Linked DNA regions of Sus scrofa: region 2 is linked to region 1. A link is a contact called in public Hi-C data. All regions are on one chromosome and are shown on one strand. Each heading gives the region's core, a stretch centred on a gene start, on an enhancer-like site or on the middle of the called end of the contact. The rest is flanking DNA. Distances are from core to core; before and after follow the strand shown.

The links. A called contact is a pair of places that touch in the nucleus more often than the background predicts.
Region 2: a Hi-C map of alveolar macrophages shows a contact between it and region 1, with 2.2 times the contacts expected there. The contact joins the enhancer-like site here to the promoter of DCAF15 in region 1. A contact is called at or near these places in 1 of 5 promoter capture datasets (liver), 3 of 47 Hi-C or Micro-C datasets (alveolar macrophages, blood and fetal heart ventricle) and 1 of 2 datasets of contacts at active chromatin or transcription factors (skeletal muscle).

What each region holds. Positions count from the first base shown.
Region 1 is chr2:65,211,913-65,215,241 of Sscrofa11.1, forward strand. DCAF15 (DDB1- and CUL4-associated factor 15) reads right to left here and starts at 1,602. Exons shown (of 11, transcript XM_021083706.1): 1 at 1,437-1,602. The coding sequence starts at 1,568.
Region 2 is chr2:65,274,042-65,277,370 of Sscrofa11.1, forward strand. No RefSeq gene overlaps it. Among named protein-coding and RNA genes, the nearest start is that of MIR181D, 4.1 kb to the right of the region's middle. Within about 2 kb of position 1,705, at least 23 of the 83 cell types and tissues checked have an H3K27ac peak or open chromatin away from gene starts, as enhancers often do. A contact at or near this core is called in alveolar macrophages, where this site is marked.

The DNA of each region.
Region 1 (3,329 bases), core at 352-2,851:
CCTGCAGCCCCCCAGTCCCCTCATCCAAGGCAGAGCAGCACCCCTGGGATCCGGCTCAGCCGGCCCTGGCCATACAGGCCCACTCCCTGCCAACCATAATGGTTAAGGGTGGTCTAAGCTCTAGAAGGTACCAATGGCTTGAGCATGACTCTTTACCAGGGACCTGTGCCACCTTCCCAGCTCCGCAGCCACAGAACTCCTCTTGCCCAAGCCCCCAGGAACTGAGGATGAACACTGGCATCACCTCTCCCAGGAAGGTTGCCCAGTTATCCCTGGCCCACACTAGGCCACCTAGCTGCCTTACTGATGGCTGCCTCACTGCACAATGAGCTGTGGGCATCCAGGTCTGCTAAGGAGGCTGGAATGGGGCTTGACCAACTACATTCACCTGTTCCCAACCCACCCACTTATACACTGGGGGCTCAGGCCCCTTGGGGGCCAGTCGAGGCAGACAGAAAGGTAAGCCTGACCAGTGGCCTTCCCATTCCCCCTTCTCAATAACTGCTGCCTTCCAACTGATTCCTTCATCGAGCACCTTCGGTTCTGCTACCCAGTCTAATGGGGGAGATGCAGCCCAGCCCTCAAGGAGATCCCAGTCTGGTGAAGCAGCCCTGTGTGCAAGGCCCAGGCTGCTGGGGAGACACAATCCCTGTCCAGGGAGCTTCCAAGCTAAGGGCGGAGTCACAGCCCAACCCAGGGAGCAATCAGGCTGAGGGTGGAGACTGTCCCTACCCACGGAGCTCCAGTCAAAAGAAGACTCAGCCTTGCCTCACAGAGTCCCCAGCCTAAAGGGCAAGGCATACTACTCCCTATCCATGAAGGCACTGTCCTGCCCCACCTGCTGCTGACCTGACAAGAGATTCACATGTCTGCCCTCCCAGAGCTCCCAAACTGATCCTAGCACACTGAGAGTTTACAGTCTGTGCTCAGGTGGCTGAAGAACAGGCCTTCTCCAGGGAGCTCCCTCCCATTCAATGGGGGAGACAGAGGCAGTTACAAGAACTCTCAGCTCCTGTGTGGTCAGAGCTGGACAGAGAAAGGAACTCCAGGCGGAGTAATCCCAAAGCCGGTATCAGGATCTCTGCCAAGGGGGGGGCGGGAAGGCTCCGAAACGGAGGGGCCATGGTAGCAGGGTTTTGAAAAATGAGTCTGACCCTGTATGGCCCCCTTCCTCCTAATTCCTCCAGCAGCCTCTAAGGGCCCCTCCATCCAAGCCCCTTCTCAGGGACCCCGCCCCCAGCCCCTCCATCAACCTCCCGCCCTAGCCCCCCCCATCCAAACCCTCTCCCCGCGGCCCCGCCCAACCTCCTTCATCCGAGCCCCCTCCCCGGGGCTCCGCCCCCAACCCCTCACCCCGCTAACGCCCTCCCTCCCTCCGCCTCTCTCGTCCCTCCTCCCAAATCCCCGAAGCGCTCCTCCCAGACTGCGGACCTCACCTTGACCCGCTCCAGCTGCTTGAGGACGTGCTCCCGCCGCCGCCCCGCTGCCCGCTTCCCCCCGGCGCCCCCGGGGCCGCCGCCACCGCTCCCAGTCCCGCTGTTCCGCTCCGATTTCGAGCTGGGCGCCATTTTCACCCCCTCCCTCCACTTCCGGAGCAACCGGCCTCTTCGCCCCACCCCCGCCGCCTCCTCATTGGCCCTTTCTCGGCTCTGCGGCCAGCGGGTTGGGTGAAAGCCCGCACTGAGGGCCTTTTCCCGCTACGCTTGTCCATCACAGCCAGCTCGGCCCTTGATTAGTAGAGATGGTACAGTCTGCGCGTATTCCCGCCTTCCCGCAGGGACTCACCCGTCAGAGGCCCCATTTGCGTTCCTCTCCGAAATGACTTTGACCCAATAGGCAGAGGCCTCTTTCGGTCTCCACGGCGTCACGCCCCCTTGTGGCTGGTGGGTTTCCATGGAGACCCAGGCGGTCCAGGCCCGTGGGCGGGGCGTTGGGAGCCTGTGGTCCAGGAGGGCCCAAATCCCCAGCCTAGGAATATCTGCACCCAGTCCGAATGGGCGAAGGCTGGCTAGCATCCCGAGGCCACCGGGACAATCGAGGAAAGGGATCTGAAAAATGAAAAATCAGTTAAAATGAAAAATCAGTTAAAACATCTTTCAGCTGCGGGGCGGCATGGCAGGATGATGACGATAATAATAATGACAGCATCAATCACTTAATAGCGTTTTACACTTGCCAGAAACTTCTGAGCTTACAATTCTATATAGTAGGTCGCTGTTATGCCCATTTTATAGATGGTAGTAATAAAAATCGTTTAGTGTCTGATATGAGTATCATCTTCCTGTGTGGCTTATTTAACATCGAAAAGAGTATTGGAGATAGGTGTTTTTATTTTCTTCATTTCACACATGATAAAACTGAAGCCTCTGGTGAAGCACTCCTGAATACCTAGCACATATATACCTCAGATGCCAGCTGTTGTGACTATAACCAGAGAAGACTATATGGCTCCCATATTCGTCCAGCCACAGGCATTCATTTATTCAACAATTTTTTTTGGTCTTTTGTCTTTTGAGGGCCACACCCGCGGCATATGGAGGTTCCCAGGCTAGGGGGTCTAATTGGAGCTGTAGCTGTCAGCCTATGCCACAGCCACAGCAACACCAGATCTGAGCCGCATCTGCGACCTACATCACAGCTCACGGCAACACCAGATCCTTAACCCACTGAGCGAGACCAGGGATCAAACCCGCAACCTCATGGTTTCTAGTCGGATTCATTTCTGTGGCACCACGACGGGAACTCCTATCCAGCAAATTTTTACTGAGCACCTATTATAATCTAAGTGCTGGGGATACAGCAGTGAACAAGACAGATAATAAACAAGGAAATAAGTTTACATTATCTAATCCCGGGTAGAATTTTTTTTTCTTTTTATGGCCATACCTGTGGCACGTAGAAGTTCCTGGGCTAGGGTTGAATTCAAGCTACGGCTGCTGGCCTACGCCACAGCCACAGCAACTCAAGATCTGAGCCTCATCTGTGACCTCTAGTGCAGCTTTTAGTAACTCTGAATCCTTAACCCACTGAGCGAGACTGGGGATCAAACCCTCAACCTCATGGACACTATGTTGGGTTCTTAACTCGCTGAGCCACAGTGGGTACTCCCCAGGTAGGATTAGAGAGGAAAGAAGAAGGCTGCTTAGACAAGGTAGTTAGAGAGAAGCCCTGTGAGGCGGGGGAGGAGGAATATTCCAGGAAAGACAAAGGTTTCAGGGGGACAGGGCAGCATGACTGAGAGACTACAAAAAGCTCACCTGGGCCAGAGCATGAATGAATGAGCACCAAAAAAAGTAAGGAAGGAAAACAGGCAAGGACTGGGAAGGAGG
Region 2 (3,329 bases), core at 455-2,954, 62 kb after region 1:
TGAACCCACATCCTCGTGGATGCTAGTCAGGTTCATTACCGCTGAGCCAACATGGGAACTCCATCCCCTGACTCAATGTAAAACTCTTGGGACTGCGAAGGAGGCTGGAGGCTGCCTCCGTATCTTCTTTCTCCTCCTTCCCTCTCATTTCCAAGCCTGGGTAGCAGGCTGACTCATCCCAGTCCTTCTGGGTGGCCTTGGGTCCCAGTTAAAGTGTTAAAACCAAGGGCAAAGGGGATCTGGGAAGTCCAAATCCTGCCCCAACTCAACCCTGGGAGAACTTGTGGGCTGGGAATGGCACCCAGGCCCCCAGGCCAGCCCACAGCTGGGGGGAGGAATGTGGATGAGCACTTGTCAGTACTGCCCCTTGGAGGCTGGAGGAACAAGATCTGAAGGGGGGAAGCAGTCAGAGGATGGGGAGCCCCCCAAGCACAGCCCCCCCAGGAGAATCAGATCACACTCCCTGGGTGGAGATGGATCTCCGTCCCCCTCCCCTTCCTGCCCAAGCACAGCCATGTCACCTCCACGGAGCCTCCATGTCAGCCCACGGAGCCCCAACCCTCCAGGACATTCCTTGCAGCCCCCCAGCCCCAAAAGTCCTTCCCTTCCTCTAAAGGACCTGACATGTGACTCTATGGCCTCTGTTGCTGGGGCATCGACGGTGACAAACATTCACCAAGGACCTCCTAAGTGAGGATGATGAGGAGGGCACTCTAATTGCCTCTCCACCCCCCTTCCCCCAAACCATGCCCCCACCTCCAGTGTGAAGGATTCCACCCATCTGACCTGTCAATATGCAAGTGGTGGCTGGAAGACTTTGCAAGCACCAAATGTCACAGAAACAGCCTCATGGCACTAATCCAGCAGCAAGTGCCCTGCTTGGAAGTGCCAGGCTAAGACGACCCCTCAGAACCCCACAGCTGCCCTGGGTTGCCCACTCCCATTTCTCAACATAAAGCAGATCACTTGGGCACCCCAGGGTGAACAGAAATTCAAATAGCAGTTGGGGAAAGTGGAGGTCAGAGTAACATGTGGGGCTGAGGGATGCAGCCAGGAGAGGAAGGGCCTCAGCCCCTTCTGCTTTGTTCCCACTACCATGTCCCAAGACTGGGCCTTGTATAACGCTGAGATCCATACATAGGTATTTATTGAGTGCTAACTGGGTGCCCAGCGCTGGGGAAGGAGGGCAGGGTTGCCAGAGGACCACCTCCTTTCTTGGGGTGGGAGATGGGGAGAAAGGAGCGGCTCTCTTTTGGCCGAGCTTCCAGGCCTGGCTCCCTTGCAGGGCTCCCAGGCTGGGGGCAGGGGCGGATCCGCGAAGGGTAGGTCGTCCCTGAAACCCAGCCTCCACTGAGCCTGGGTCCCCATCCCCAGGTGAAGGCAGCATCTCCGTCCTGCTCGCGCCAGCCTCTTAGGCAGAAGTGGAGGGACAGCAGGGAGACGGAGAAGTTCCAGAAGACTTCCCGGCACCTTTGGAACCTGGATTTTAAAAGTCGAGGGAGGAGGAGAAAAACATTTAATAATAGGCGATGATTCAAAGCTCCAGAAGTACCGGCTCAAACTGCAGTGCTGCCTGGGCTCTGGCGCCACCTGGAGGTCTTATATGGAATAGCACCCTTGTGACAAGCCCGGACCAGGGCAGGCCAGGTGGGAACCAGTGCCAGTCACGAGGCACAGAAACTCCAACTCACTCCCGCCGTGCTGCCCCCTCGCGGCCATAGGACTCTGGGAATGAAGCCCAGATTGTTAAACCCAGAATGTCACCGGAGAGGACAGCCTCAGGCAGCCTCTCTGTGCCAATATCTTGGTGAGGGCTCTTCCGGCCTCCCCACCCCGCGAGGCAAGTTTTGAGGTTCCCTCGGACTTAAGAGAAAAAAGGAAGATTCAAGGACCATCATTTCTACGTTCCTTCAGCTTCCCACGTCGCCCACTTGGACCTTATCAGACCTCACAGGAAATACTGTCTTCTCCTGGAGACAGTCTCCACCCTTCTAACAAGTGTTCACTGCATAGCTGCGGGGATGGGGAGGGGTCCTGCCGCCCAGTCACTTCCGGGGGAGCTCGCGGTCTGATAAGAGAGGCAGTACCTACTCGGGGCACCCAAATGGGCGGGGCTACCGCCCCCCACCCCCCACCCCCGTTAGACCCGTCTCCGCTGTTGGCTGACTTCCCCAAAGGCAATTGAAGTTGCCAAAATGGATTTCTCTTTTAAAACCCTGCAGAAGCTGAGGCCTTTCGCATCTGTAATAATAACTACTGCCATTGCAGCCGGAGCTACTCAAAGCCTGCCTGGGTCTGTGGCCTTGCTGCATGGCAGCGTCAAGGGGAGCTGGTTAGGAATGCAGATGCTCAGGCCTAACCAGACCTACAGAACGGGGATTGGCACCTGATGAGGAAGCTGGGGGGCGGGGAAACTCCATGCAGTGGGCTGTGCAGTGTGGGGAGAGACCTTTAAAACTCAGGGAGGTTCCAGCCACAGCTCTTTTCTAAGCTTCAGCCCCAGCACCCTCCTGAGCTGATCCACACACAGCGAACTCATGGTACTCCCCTCCAACCTGACGTTTCCCCAGGTGCTGGGACTCGTGACTTGAGGACCAGCCTCTTCAACACTTTCAAGTCTGTCCCCACAGTCCAGCCATTAGCCACAGTCCAACCCATTAGCCACAGTCTAACGTACTCTTAACACGCAGACCTGGTCTTGTCCCTTCCTTGGCTTCCTAATGCCCAAGTCTAAATTCTTTAAGGTGACCAGCAAGGACCTATAGGCCCTTTTGCCACCCCTGAAATCTCTGACACTCCCCCCATACATGCACACATGCTCCATGCCAGACACACTGAATTACACTAAGTTCCTGCACAAACCCCAATGCCCAGGCCACTCTTTAGCGCTCCACCAAACTGAATTAGGCTTCCAGAAGTCACTTTCTCCAGGAAGCCCTCCTGGACCCCCTTCTCTGGCTCAGGTGCTTCCTCTAGGCTCCCCCATGCCTGTGTTTTAACTGTCAATCTCCCACCTACCCTGTTCACTGTGGGCCAAGCCCAGCCTGGCACTTGGCACAGGACGAGCCTCACAAACTATATGGGTTACAACTGAGGCTCAGTTTCTCTGAGCTGAGGAATTTCCTCTAGTCACACAGCTCCTAAGCACCAAGCAAGATTGGAACCCCTCTATACTTGTCCACAGAACCACCGCCAGTCTCCACAGCCTCCTTGCCAGATCACCCTGCACTTGGAAAAGGATGGCATTGGAGTTCCCACTGTGGCTCAACAGTAACGAACTGGACCAGTATTCATGAGGATGGGAGTTCTATCCCTGGCCTCGCTCAGTG